Regions from separate parts of the Mus musculus genome. Here regions 1 and 3 are each linked to region 2. A link is a contact called in public Hi-C data. All regions are on one chromosome and are shown on one strand. Each heading gives the region's core, a stretch centred on a gene start, on an enhancer-like site or on the middle of the called end of the contact. The rest is flanking DNA. Distances are from core to core; before and after follow the strand shown. Region 1 has its middle 190 kb from the start of Zfat. Region 2 has its middle 290 kb from the start of 1700012I11Rik. Region 3 overlaps Zfat (zinc finger and AT hook domain containing).

The links. A called contact is a pair of places that touch in the nucleus more often than the background predicts.
Region 1: a contact with region 2 is called in a Hi-C map of bone marrow-derived macrophages, with 21 read pairs. The contact joins two enhancer-like sites. A contact is called at or near these places in 1 of 484 Hi-C or Micro-C datasets (bone marrow-derived macrophages) and 1 of 9 other capture datasets (bone marrow-derived macrophages).
Region 3: a Hi-C map of bone marrow-derived macrophages shows a contact between it and region 2, with 13 read pairs. The contact joins two enhancer-like sites.

What each region holds. Positions count from the first base shown.
Region 1 is chr15:68,069,639-68,074,020 of GRCm38.p6, forward strand. No RefSeq gene overlaps it. Among named protein-coding and RNA genes, the nearest start is that of Zfat, 190 kb to the right of the region's middle. Within about 2 kb of position 1,708, at least 46 of the 459 cell types and tissues checked have an H3K27ac peak or open chromatin away from gene starts, as enhancers often do. A contact at or near this core is called in bone marrow-derived macrophages, where this site is marked.
Region 2 is chr15:67,511,716-67,516,458 of GRCm38.p6, forward strand. No RefSeq gene overlaps it. Among named protein-coding and RNA genes, the nearest start is that of 1700012I11Rik, 290 kb to the left of the region's middle. Within about 2 kb of position 2,551, at least 15 of the 459 cell types and tissues checked have an H3K27ac peak or open chromatin away from gene starts, as enhancers often do. A contact at or near this core is called in bone marrow-derived macrophages, where this site is marked.
Region 3 is chr15:68,132,828-68,137,320 of GRCm38.p6, forward strand. The region is part of intron 11 of Zfat (zinc finger and AT hook domain containing); the gene reads right to left. Among named protein-coding and RNA genes, the nearest start is that of Zfat, 120 kb to the right of the region's middle. Within about 2 kb of position 1,709, at least 5 of the 459 cell types and tissues checked have an H3K27ac peak or open chromatin away from gene starts, as enhancers often do. A contact at or near this core is called in bone marrow-derived macrophages, where this site is marked.

The DNA of each region.
Region 1 (4,382 bases), core at 458-2,957, 560 kb after region 2:
TATTCCCCAGCTATGAGCTCCCTGGCTACTTGTGGCTCCTCCAGACCACGTGGTTCTGCTCCATTTTTCTTCTACCTCCTCTTCCTCCATCTCTTCTGTCTCCTCATCTCCCCTTCTCCATTCCTCTCTTGCCTCTCTTAAACCTCCAGCCTTACCTTTCCCTTCCACTGCCCAACCACAGGCTCTAGCCTTTATTGGACCAGTTTAAATGGGGAGAAGGTTCACATAAAATCACCCGAGTATGTGGTCCCCTCCTTATGGGGCAGTCCCTCTTAAGGAAGTAGAATTAGCATAAAATACAAATTGCACCAGGGCAATCCACAACAGTTACCTCTCCAAGAGGAGCTCAGTGCCTTGAACCATATCACTAACCTCATCAAACTAGGACAGGTATCTGCTATCAGCACTCTACACAGGTCCCCACCTGCCTCGCCATCACTGGTCATAAAGACACACACTGGAGGCTGCTGAGAAAGGAGTGCAGAAGGAGAGAAGTCTGAATATCACAGGTGCTACATTGAAGGGGCAGAATAAACTGTAAAGAGATAAATCTGAGCCACAAGAAGCAGGATAATCTGTTAACTGACAACCTCAGAACCCCAAAGCCATTCACACAAGTATGGTATGGGGTAGAGAGCTTAGAAGTCATCATGGGCACACTCCCTAATATATCTAATTCTAGTTTCATTTGTCTGCCTCTGATGATATCTCAGTAGCTAAGTGCTCTCCTGGATTCCACTAAAAAAGCCACGAAGTAAGAATTAGGGCTAAGCTCCCGCAGAGTCTAAGACTTGGTTCCCTCTGGGTACAGAGTCTCTGCAGCTGAGAAAGGAGCACCCCTGTTAGGAAGGTAAGCTCTATTAGGTGGGGAGCCATTTGATCCAGCAAAGTTTTATCAATAAAGGTGGGGTTCTGAAAAGAAGAGATAAAGAAAATGGAGCTGTAAGTGGAGAGAACCTGGAGGTCAGAGAAGCTAAACCGCCTGGGAACTGGAGCATCAGGAAGGTATCAATGTACTGAAGACAAAGAAAGAAAGGCAGGTATGTATGAGACCCAACCTTAAATGGGAACTTCAGTTTCTGATTATCCATCCACAAGGATGTCCCTATATACTCATGAGAAGTTACAATAATGTTTATCAGCAGAACAGACTATTCCTTCCATTTTGTGTTGATTTGGCTGGGTGGGGGGTGTTTGAAATAAACAAAAGGCATCCTGTTCTCTCTTTCCCTTCCATTTTACCAACAACACATTATATCAAGAGATCGGAGTTGTGAATATTATTCCTTGCACAGAAAGAGTGAGAGTAAAGGCTATATCACCAGCTCTGGAAAATTTTAATGCCAAGCAGCTTCACGTACCAGGGACCTGCAAGAGTAAGGCACACCAGAGCAAAAGGGCAAAGATTGTCCTTCAGGCATTGAGAATAACTGGACATAAGAGACATAGACCAAAAAAAAAAAATGATGCCACTGGAAAGGAAGCTATCCCATCCCATTGGAGTGCCTCTGGCAGCTAAGAACACAACATGGGCAGTTCATGTTTTATCCCTGGAGATGATTAAGAGGAAATGCGAGTCATCTTGGTGTTCTCCCCATCCTCAGCCGAATGGAGCTTTTATTATCACAGTGCAAAGAAGAGTCAGGAGCTGAATGGTGCTGAACTCCATGGCTGGGCTCCATGTGTGTTTCATAGCCATTCATTAATATTCATGTTGTGACTAAATGACCCCGTTCAGCATCCTCCCACACTCCCTGCTTCCAGCACTTGGTCCCTACTGTGACCCCCTTGGAGGGGTGCCCGCCTGTCCTTCTCTCTGCCTGGAACCAAAAGTGCCTGCCTATCTCATCACACAGCGCCTGACATGCTCATGTCAGACACTGACACCCTACATCAAGCCTTTCCTTCCACCCATCCAAAATCAAATAAGTTACAATGTGGCCATTTATCCTCCCTCCCATTGTCTCCGCAGGCTGGCCCTGCCGCGGGGGAGGAAGGACAGATGGAGTCATCCCCTGGGATACAGAGAGATTACCTCCTGCACTGCACACAGCAATCTTGTCTTCTCCGTAAGCTAGCTTTCAGCAAAGCCTGTGCACTCTGAAGTGCAGTGTGTGGTGAGGACAATGGATGCATATTATTCCATTTTTCCAATCCCCATTCTGAGGACTATTTGTCCCAGTAAACTCTGGGCAGACTTCCCATCCTTTGGCTGAAAAGAGGTACACGACATATACCCTGCCGCTGTTGTGTTCTTCTCAAATTGAAACGGGCACTCTGGAATGGTGGTGGTTATGTGGTCCCCATGGGGAAGACTGCAGAGACCTGGTCTGTGGCTCCAGTGTCCAGTGATGCAGCCAAAGGGCAGCCTCTCTTTCTCTGTGATCATTCCATGGCAGGACTTAAAACTCAGAGTAGCACACAACTTATAAAGCTCAGGCTATGGGGTAGAAAGACAGGTGAGCTATTGATGAAGTCTTGAGGAGTCAGGGAATACAGTGGACATCACATATCAGACCAGGTCTCATACATTACGTTAGTGCCTTCATCTCTTCTCCATGTACCTAACAGATACATGTGAAACAGTATTCTAGGTGCTGTGCTGCTATGCAGCTGAGTAGTGAGCAAAGCAGAACCTTCTTGGTCCACACATTCTGGTCAGGGGCCAGTCATGCTATAGAGAGACAGGTGAAAAATAAAGGCAGAGATGAAGGCTGATGGAGATAGAGTCAGAGGTGGGTGGGCAGCATTGCCGTTTTGCTACAGGATAATCAGGGATAGCTGTGGTCAAAGAGCATCCCTAGGAACAAGACAACTTCAGGATTCTGTGCTCCTCAGGAAGGGGGAGCCATGGGACAATGGTGAGTAGAGAAGCCATCTGACCTAGTTGGGCTTTCACGGGCCCCATTGTCCGCACAAAGGACAAGGCAAAAACAGGAAAGCCTGCCAGCTAAGGAAATAGCAAGGGAATGTTGGCCTTGGGCCTGGCTGGCAGCTGTGAAGATGTACTGCAGGGTTGGGGAAGGGCTGGAGTGCTGGAGACCACGGACTGTCCCTTGGACAGAGGTACATTCACCTCTTATATTCTGGAAGCCTAGGACCCCAGCTTACCACCTGTGGCTCATTCCCACTGAAGAAGTAAGGAGAATGCTTGGTCCTGTGATGGTGACAAGCTTGGGCATAGATGAGATGCTATTTCACTCTTCCTGAAGAAGAGTGTGAAGAGGAAAGGGATATTAAACCTTTCTGTCCGAGCTTGCTGTGGGCAGCTCTCAGCCAGCCCTGAAGCACGACACTCTACAGGGTCCCACCTTGACTTTGTGAGCAGCACTGACATTTTCTTTCCCAGCCAGGACACAAAGCCATGTCAAATCACTTCAGTGGCTGGGGTCACAGCTCCAGAGCCTTGGCAGTAGTGAAGGAACACCCATGGCAGGGCTGCTCAACCCCTAACCACTTCCTTTCCCACATAAAAAATAATAATTCTAATCTCCTCTTGGCCTTGTGTAGGAGGGCCTGTCCACAATCGGCCTGCAGCCTCAACTTCTCCAGCAGAACCCTCAGTTCCTCTCCTCCTCCTCTTCTGGTTTGTTCCTTCTTCCTTCTCCGGGTTGAATCTTGAGCAGAAGTGACTCAAAAAAAACGTCATATGGATAAGTAAACCGACTCAGGGACTGTTTATACTTAAACACATTGAAAATAAACTCACCCAACATACAAAGGATAGAACTCTTGAGAACTTTGTGTGTCCTTCTTTATATTTTTTTTTCTGTATTTTCTGAGAAATTTCCAGCAGAAAGGACCTTGCCGTGGGCTGCTGGGGTGACAAGTTCAGATGGACGACAGATCCCACGCCAGGACACTGGGCAGTGGGAACAACAGCTCTCCCACCAAGCCATGCCACTCCCAGAAGTCACAGGGAACCGAGCATTCATGAGGGATAATTAGAACATAATCCAGCGTTGCGGGGCGAATTAAAATGTGTTCCAATCTTCAAAGTGTGCAGATCTCAGGGTTCTGCATTTGGAACGTTTCAAAGCTTCCTGGAATCTATCTTCATTTGGTGCCCAAGCTCTGGAGAAAGATGATAAACAGGCCTGCAGTGAGACAGCCAATTAACAAGCCAGGGTTTATAGAAAAACCAGGCAGGATTCTTTGCTTCCGTGCAGGTGGCACACTGACTGGAATATGTGGGTATGTGGTGTGTGTTTGGTATGAAATGGGATGTATGTATACATTTTGTGTGCAGTGTGGTCTATGTGCACAGTGTGGTATGTGTCCTGTGAGAGAAGTGCATTGGTTTTGTGTATGTGGTTATCTACTTTGTATGTATATGGTGTTTTACTATGGTATTCAAGCATGACGTGGAAACTGCCCTCTTG
Region 2 (4,743 bases), core at 1,301-3,800:
CACCCTCTTCTGGTGTGTCTGAAGACAGCTACAGTGTACTTATGTATAATAATAAATAAATTTTTGGGCCAGAGCGAGTCGGGTTGACCAGAGCGAGCAGAGGTCCTAAAAATTCAATTCCCAACAACCACATGAAGGCTCATAACCATCTGAACAGATACAGTGTACTCATGTACATAAAATAAACAAATAAATGAATAAATAAACAAAACTTTTAAAAAACTAACTAATAAACATGTATTAAGGAGCGAATAAATGACAGGCATAGGGGCAAAGCTTTGACCTTCACCATCAGTAAGCAGCTCTCAGTCTGTCTACTGTTCATACATTCATCTTCCTTTGTTTGTCTCTCTCTCTCCATCCTCCATGTTCAAGATATGATATGAGAGAGGTTGTCAGATCTATTATCCATCCTCAATCTTAGGAGTGGGGGGATTTATTCTTACCCACTTTGCATATGAGACAACAGAAATGACCTTAAGATTAGCTTTCATTTTTCACCTCTGATTTTAAAATTTAGAAAAATTTAGAATTAGGCACTGATTAATTTTGAAACTTTTCTTGGAAAAAACTCTTTACATCTAGTGTGACTTCTATATAAAACTCAAACCCCAAATTGCTAGAATATTAATCTCCAGGAAGTTCTGCCCGTTTAAATGGTATCCACATCTCCTGTTTCATTATCAGCCTTCATGTGATTTGACAGGTTTGAGATGTAGACCATGTCTAAAAGAATGGAAATGATTGTAAAGACTGGTCTGTCTCACTGTCCTCAAATCCTGATGATTATAGATATCATTTCTGAGCTCTAGATGCAGAGCCAACCAGGAATAATAAATGAATTTTTGAGATGATTAATGAAAACTAGAAGGTGTCATATTTGAGGAGGGGCTCAATGGGTGAACAGCAGATTCCAATTTATGCAAAAAGCCAACTAAGGCATCTGGAAGGGCATGCACAATTGCAATTCCATTTTACATCATTATGCCTTGAAAGAGCACATGCAGCCCTGAGGACCGTGCTCATCACAGTCAGACTACCCTGGTCCATGGAGTCTTCTACATTTCCCTTTGACTAAAGCTGCTACTAAGAGCTGCACTTGGGAGCCCAATGGATTTTTTTTTTCATGTGGACCACACCAGACTCATATTGTAAAACTACACATACTTTTATGGGCGTTTTGAAAGGAAGACGATTCAGTGGCCACACATTTGAGATCTGAAGAGAGCTGTAGCCCAAAGGAACTTAGATGATGTGTCAAAGTGACTTCTGCAATACTCTTTCAAGCATTAAGGCATTGGAAGATGTTATTAAAATATCAGTCCAGAAAGGCACCAATACTGTTGAAATCTCACCCCTTCTATTCTTCATGTCATTTCTGAGATACACAACCTTTTAAAAAAATTACTAGTTCCTTTTCAAAAATTTATTTCATTTAATATGCCAATAAATTGGTCATTATGTCTACCCTAATGCATTAACGTAGCATAACAGTATGGGGTAAATTATAAATTGTTTAATAGTAAGATTTATTGTTAATTTCCCATGACATTGGTAGAAAAAATTCAGACCACGTGTTTACTCTTGGTCCCTAGAATGATAGAATAAAGAATAGCTTGGAAGAGTAGGTACATTTCAAATAATATGAACCAAGTTTAGGAAATTTCTCAAATTATTAGTGTGTGTCCATGTGTGGGTATGCATGTGCATGTGTGTGTGTATGTATGTGTGTGTGAGTGTGCATGTGAGTATGTGTATATGTGTGTGTGTGTGCATGTAAGTATTCGTGTGTTTGCATGTAAGTATTCGTGTGTTTGAGTGTGTGTGTATGCAGGTGAATATACCTGTTAGTGTGTATTTGTGTTTAGTGCATCAGTGTTTGGCATGATGTATGTGTGTATGTGTTGTGTATGTGTATGTGTGTGCAGATGCACATATGAAAGTCAGACAACTTTTTAAAAAAATTATGCTTATTTATATCCCATACAACTTTTGAGAGAAAGTTCTCTGCTTCTATCTTGTAGGATCCTGGCACTAAAATCAGGTTGCCAAGCCTGTGCACAAGCATCTTTACCCACTGAGCATCTTAAAGGCACAGTTTAGCAGATTCTTTTTTTCTAAAACTCCATTGTGTACCAAGCAATTTTTCACCATCTCTTATATCACCAGCCATGACTAAGCTGCCCAGTGACCCACTTTCTCCATCTAGGCCTCACTTCCCAAGGTTTCTAGGATTTTCCCCAAATAGTGCCACCCTCTGGAGTCCAAGCACCCAAAACATGAACTGGGGTGAGGAGCATTTTAAATTTAAACCATAATACTGTGGTTGAGTCAACAGCCCCATAAGCCTAAGACTTAGATTTTCCACAAAGTAAGAAACAGCCACAGGCCATGAATTCCTTGAACATCATGGAAATCTTTTGATAAGAAATGCCCATTTACATGTCTTAAACCCAACTTTCTCAGATTCTTGTTGACAACTTCTAGGTTTCCCATTTTTCAGTTTCTGCTACTAAAAATGACTCACATGACTTAACGATGCTGACTTTCCCTCCCCCTGCTTCCTTATTTCTTCTCAGCAGAAATTCTGCCCCAAGCTAAAAGGAACAGGGAGAGCACATGACCCTGCACTTTAAACAAGTAAGAATTAAATATTTATTAAATGCCAGCTCTACACTTAAGCACTTTCCCTACACCATTCCAAATATTCTCCACAATTATGCAAATCAAATCAAATTGCTCTTACATTTAAAGATGATCATGGAAACCGAGGGCAAAATAAAAATTGGTATTCTCTTTCACACATCCAGGGTAAGTAGGCACAAGATTCCCCCCCATGTGTATCCTTTCAGAACACCTTTTCCTCTCCAATGTGATAGGCCTGCTTGAATCTTACATGAGGCCAACTAAATGTCAGATCAGCAAGATGCTAGGAACACCTGGGCTCCACAGAGAGAAGATGTTTGGGCTCAGGATGGAGATCCACTAGGGGAAAATGTCTGGGCTCCACTGGGGAAAATGCCTAGGTTGCATTGGGAGGTGATGCCTGAGGGTCCCTGAAATATATGCCTAGACTCTACTGGGTGAAGATGCCGGAGTTCCACTAGGAGAGATATCTGGCTCCACTGGGAGGAGATACAACGGCTCTGTTGCGAAGGTATGTTTGAGATCCACTTGGAGAGATGCCTGGACTGACTGGGAAAGGATTCCTGGGCTCTACTGGAGGAGGATGCTTGTCATCCACTAGGAGATAACATCGTTTCTTTGAAAAACAAACAAACAAACAAACAAACAAACAAACAACAACACATACTGTGTCAGCTGCAAAAAAAAAATCTTCCACAACACTGTAACATTAGCTATGCATATGTACAGTGTCCAACTTGACAGTTGCTCAATTTGTTAGATGAACGGGCTCATTCAAATACCATTGGTCATACACAGTGGGGGACTGATATGCTAAGCTCTCTACAGAGGGGTTTACAAGGGACTTTTCTTATCATCAATGTGTCATGACTGACGCTTGTTAGTAAGATCAGAAGCCTATGCTCAAGTACCTTTGGCTCTCTGAGAAAGCCGGTCTGGGAAACCAAGGGGCCATTATGGCCAATCACTGTCTTATCCAGCAACATAAACTGGGAATTGTTTCCCATGTGCTGTTCATGACAACTTATGGTTGGCCACCTGTCTCTGTTTTATTGCCTATTAATCTTTAATATTATACTAGCTGGCAGCATAAAGCCACCATTTGGAAGCCCCAGTACGTTAAAGAACAATAGCCCTATAGACCCTGCCAATTCCAATTTCTTGAATGTTTAGGGTCATTAAGTGGAAGAAAGACAACCCCTTCAAAGTCATTATGCTTCCAGTGTTCAGAACCAGCAGCAGCTGTTCTTGGCTGGTGTGGTTCAATTCTTCAAAAAGACACAGTTCTGTTCTTGAAGGGCTAAGCTTGATAAACTGTCAAAGTATCGGCTTTCAAAATGGAAACGTGAACATGCTACGTACACATGACCTTCCTTTTTAGTTTTATTCGTCTAGAGGTTTATGTGTTTAGCCAGAGCTATATTTTGGGTTTTGTGTTAGTCACTGAGGAGGAATATGAGAGAGTCAGGCATGGACCTTCTTAATCAAGAGAACAAGCAGTCTATGTGCATTCATAGGAATCACTGCAAAGCTATCAACTAAGTTAAATGAAATCGCAGGTAAGCATGGAGTTTCTTCCATGCATTCTTATATTTTAACTACATAATAAGTGATGTGTTTTTGTTTTCAGTTTTTATTTTTTTTATAGTCCAGGGATCTCACTCTCATGCTGTAATGTTGAGATGAGTACAGCCATCCTTCCAAGCCAGATGGCATCGGGTATTTTGACCTGAGCATAAAGGGGACCCTGTATCATCATAGAAACATAATGTTGTACATCTACAGATGGATAACTGACCAGTGCGTGTTACGGTCATCCATGGTTTACTTCAGATGCTGCCTAGACTTTTTATGATTTTTAATACAATGCTTCTCAAGCTACACATGATAGAAACAATTCCTTCTGTTAGGATTAGGCTCTGAAATTTTTACTGATATTTATTGTTTATGTGGTTTGATGTTTGAAGAAACTATTTGTGCTCCCCCCCCCATATTTATCAAATCGTCAAACTTGGATTTTTTTTCATGTTCCCCTTGGATTATTCAGGTTATGACTTTTTACCTCAAAATGTTTTGTCTTCCCTTTTGGAGTAAGAA
Region 3 (4,493 bases), core at 459-2,958, 620 kb after region 2:
TGCCCTTCAAGGTCAGATACCGCCACAGAAACCCCACACGTAGTCTTCACCTGCTGCCCCTGAACTGTGGTTTCCACGGAAGCTGGTAAGTGTTCCAGCTATTAACTTAGTCAGCTTGTTATTTGATAGCTAAACATATACCTGTGGATAAGTATCATCAGGTAAGGGAAAGGACAAAGGCGTAAAAAGTTACTGTCCTTTAAATGCATAGACTGATGAAGTCATTATGTCCAAATGACTTCACACAAGACCCAAAGACATCAAAACCGCAGCATCATCTCTGGAAAGCTCCAGGACTCCTAACGCATGCCCCTTCATTGGGTTCTGGGCCTTAACCTTATGATCTATAAAATGGAGATATTAATACTTGCCTTAAGGGATTTTCCGGGCAAGTTAAAGTGTGCATATAAAACACTTTCCACAGCAATGTCAGACAACTGAGTGAGATCACTCCAGATACTAGAAACTTGAACAGCTTACAAGTGTTTGTCTTCTATTTACTCACGGTTATCCCTTTATTTCTTCCTTACAAGGGTTAGAAGGAAAACCCGGAGTAACTTATTTCAACAGGAATCCCCTTGGCTGACGTCATCCTGCAGACTCTCTCTGTCCAACATTGCGTATGTGTCCTCATGTGTTCAGATGGCCCTGGCCTTCTATATACATAGCTCACTGCAGCTTGCTGTTGTCACATCACAAAGGCCTTTGGCACTTACTTCATGATCAAAATGCAGGCACTTCAAAACTGCTTTTGTTAAAGAGCATTGGCTCTGCAACTTGGACCTCTGAAGCAACTGTTTATAAACGCAGGATGAAAGCCAGGCATTTCTGACTTTGTTCCTGTCTGTCTCCATCATTTTGGATGGACAAGGAAGTCATTATTCTGAGACTTTCTTCTTGAATAAACTTAGATTCCTAGGCAAGAAAAACTTTATAGTGGCTCTCCATGAGGATGAGGTCACAGCACGGAGCAGAGCAACCCTCTTACAGGCACCCTGGCCTCTCAGGCAATAAGGACATCTTTGACCACCTTGTACGACAGACACATCCAGAACATGCAGAGACAAGGCTCAGAGGGATCACATCTCTAGCAGGTGTGCTCAGTTATGCAAATATACACCTCAATTCTCAATTCTCCCCACATATAAACCCACACTACATGTCAGTACACTGCTGATGGACTTGTGCACACTGAACCCTTTCATCTGTTCCTTCTCTAAGTGCTGCTTGAATTCCCTTTGACTTGTGGTTATCAATCAGTGGAGAATCTTTTTGCTGCAGTTCCAAAAATAGGGGTTTTAAGCAATAGGATAATATAATCTTAACTTGGCTGAAAGAAGAATTGAAAAATGAGAATGATGGTTGTGCTGGTCTTCTGAGTTTCCACAGCTCCTGGGAGACATAACTTTCCCCTAACACTCCATGCAACAGCTATTATTTTTGATGCACTTTTGGCTCTGCAGAGGCCTACAAACCTGGCAGACAGAGGCTTGAGCTCAGCCCAGAAGCCTGTTCACCTGGCACTGCCTGACAGAGACGGGTCTGGTTCCCAGATCATCTCACTTACATTGCATCAAAAGATCCAGTAAAAATTGAATCCCTTAGTCGTCCTTACTTTGCCCCTGAACATTGTGACTGCTGAGCAGTGGTACAGTGTACTCCAGAGGGAAGAGTTAGACGTTTATCAGTGATAACGAGATTAGAGACTAAGGTCACCTTAACCTCTTATCAGTTTTGCGACAATGCTGTGGCTAGGCAAATTTTCAACTGCAATAAAGCAATAGATTCCTTGGGCTTTTGTGGCACTGACTGTCAAGGATTCAACCGCATTCAAACACATATCAAATATAAATTCGACAGTGTGTTGTCAAGGTGAAGGGTCAACTCCTGACCTCAGCTATATCTAAGGGCTTTCTGACCACAAAAAGGAAAGGGCCAATGGCCAAGAAGGTCACACAGTGTCAGAAACAGAGGAAGCTAAATAAAGATGGGTCAGCATTCAGCCACCCTGAACAGTTTCCAAAAGGTACATATTGCTGACTTCAGAGTGAATTTTTCTTTGCAGACTTGCACAACTCACACATCATTTTTTCTTTAAACTTATTCTCTAGAGGCCAGGAGATTCTTGGTGACCTTGGAACTCTACAGAGGATAGAGCTAATGTGCAAAGTCTCTTGGGTACTGAGCCCTTGCAATATGTCTCAGTGTGATGAAAGCACTGGTGGGCAGCAATGATGGGGAGAGGACAGTGGGGAAATATAGAGCCTGATCTTTGCCAGGAAGCAGAACTGGAAAGCATGGGCAGTAGGTCCAGTGGGAAGGGGTGGGGCTGATGAGGAGCAAATGCCTAGATGTTCACAAGCACTCTATACAGATAATACACCTGGTGAAAAGTTCTCACAACAGTGGCACATTTATGTGTTAGAGCGCACCATTAAGGGACTTGTCAAACCAGTGGGACATGTGACTATGACTCTAAGAACAGCTGGCACCTGCCTCAGATAGCAAGAATGTTGAGTAATGGGACCATGACGGACAGAGTATGTGCCGTCAAGGTGAGTTCCTGTGACCAGGAAGAAGGCAGAGAAAGGACAGATATGAGCATCTGAGAATCACATGGAAAGTCCTTATTACTAAGTTTCTTACTAGTGTTCATGTGTATAGAGGTAGATCATATACTGCTTCTATTGCTAAGCAACAGGTAACTTCGGAAGGTTACAGGACTTGCTCCAGGAAGGAAGACAGGTCTCCAATATAAACCACATCTTTTGCACAATGAAGGCAGAATAAGTTCTTTTCAGCCCGAGTGTCAGGAATTTGTGAAGTCCAACCATTAAGCTAACCTCTCATAAGAGCAGCTGGGTTTGCTTCATTGCCTCTTCTGCACAATACTGCACATTAAAATCACTTACATTTTTTATATCAACTAGTATTTAAGTGGGACTTAATTATTTATTGAAACATAATATTTGATCTATTAAATATTCTGATATATGTAGAGAGAGGAGCAAGGCAATGTAACCTCAAAATGGGGATGGGATTGATATATAGATTCCATATGTTGACATTATTAGAATAAACTATGAAAATAAGTGTATGAAAGGCTCTGGAAAGAAAGAGAGAACTTGTAGGGACAGATGAAAAAAGCTAAGAAAACTAGAGCCAATTTGAAAGAACCAAATGAAAATGCTAGGAATTTTTAAATACTAAAACCCTTTATTTGAAAGTCTTACAAACGGCATATACAACATAAAGACAGAGAATAATGATCTTGAAGAAAGGCCAAGAAAAATAACTGAGACACAAAGACACAGAAGGAGATGGACAGAAAGGGAAAGGAGGTGAGAGATCTTCTGAGTAATGGAATCTAAGACATGGGCGTTACTGCCCTAAGAGAGGGACAGGGAACAAATGAACAGAGAGAAGTGTTTAAGGAGACAATGGATGAGAAGTGTCCAGCTGATGAAAGACACCACCTGCATACCCAAAGATTCACCAACTGCAAGTCCGGTACACACAAAGGGTACCTTGATTCCTAGTGTTCTTATGAGCAAAACAAAATAGGGCAGAAAAAACATGAGTCAGCCTGAAGAAAAAGACCCGTGACAGAGAAGTTCAAACCAGTGATGGATAGAGAGCAAAAGAAAAGTATCTCGTTGTGATGTTCCCCAGATACTCAGTCTGTGGCTCAGCCTGCACGTAGATCAGTATGTAGATGAGTGTATAGAGCAGGCTAGCCCTCACCTGATGGTGTCTGCTCCTCCTGCCTCTGCCACATAGATCAGTATGTAGATGAGTGTATAGAGCAAGCAGGCTAGCCCTCACCTGATGGTGTCTGCTCCTCCTGCCTCTGCCACATAGATCAGTATGTAGATGAGTGTATAGAGCAGGCTAGCCCTCACCTGATGGTGTCTGCTCCTCCTGCCTCTGCCACATAGATCAGTATGTAGATGAGTGTATAGAGCAGGCTAGCCCTCACCTGATGGTGTCTGCTCCTCCTGCCTCTGCCACATAGATCAGTATGTAGATGAGTGTATAGAGCAGGCTAGCCCTCACCTGATGGTGTCTGCTCCTCCTGCCTCTGCCACATAGATCAGTATGTAGATGAGTGTATAGAGCAGGCTAGCCCTCACCTGATGGTGTCTGCTCCTCCTGCCTCTGCCACATAGATCAGTATGTAGATGAGTGTATAGAGCAGGCTAGCCCTCACCTGATGGTGTCTGCTCCTCCTGCCTCTGCCACATAGATCAGTATGTAGATGAGTGTATAGAGCAAGCAGGCTAGCCCTCACCTGATGGTGTCTGCTCCTCCTGCCTCTGCCACATAGATCAGTATGTAGATGAGTGTATAGAGCAGGCTAGCCCTCACCTGATGGTGTCTGCTCCTCCTGCCTCTGCCACATAGATCAGTATGTAGATGAGTGTATAGAGCAAGCAGGCTAGCCCTCACCTGATGGTGTCTGCTCCTCCTGCCTCTGCCACATAGATCAGTAT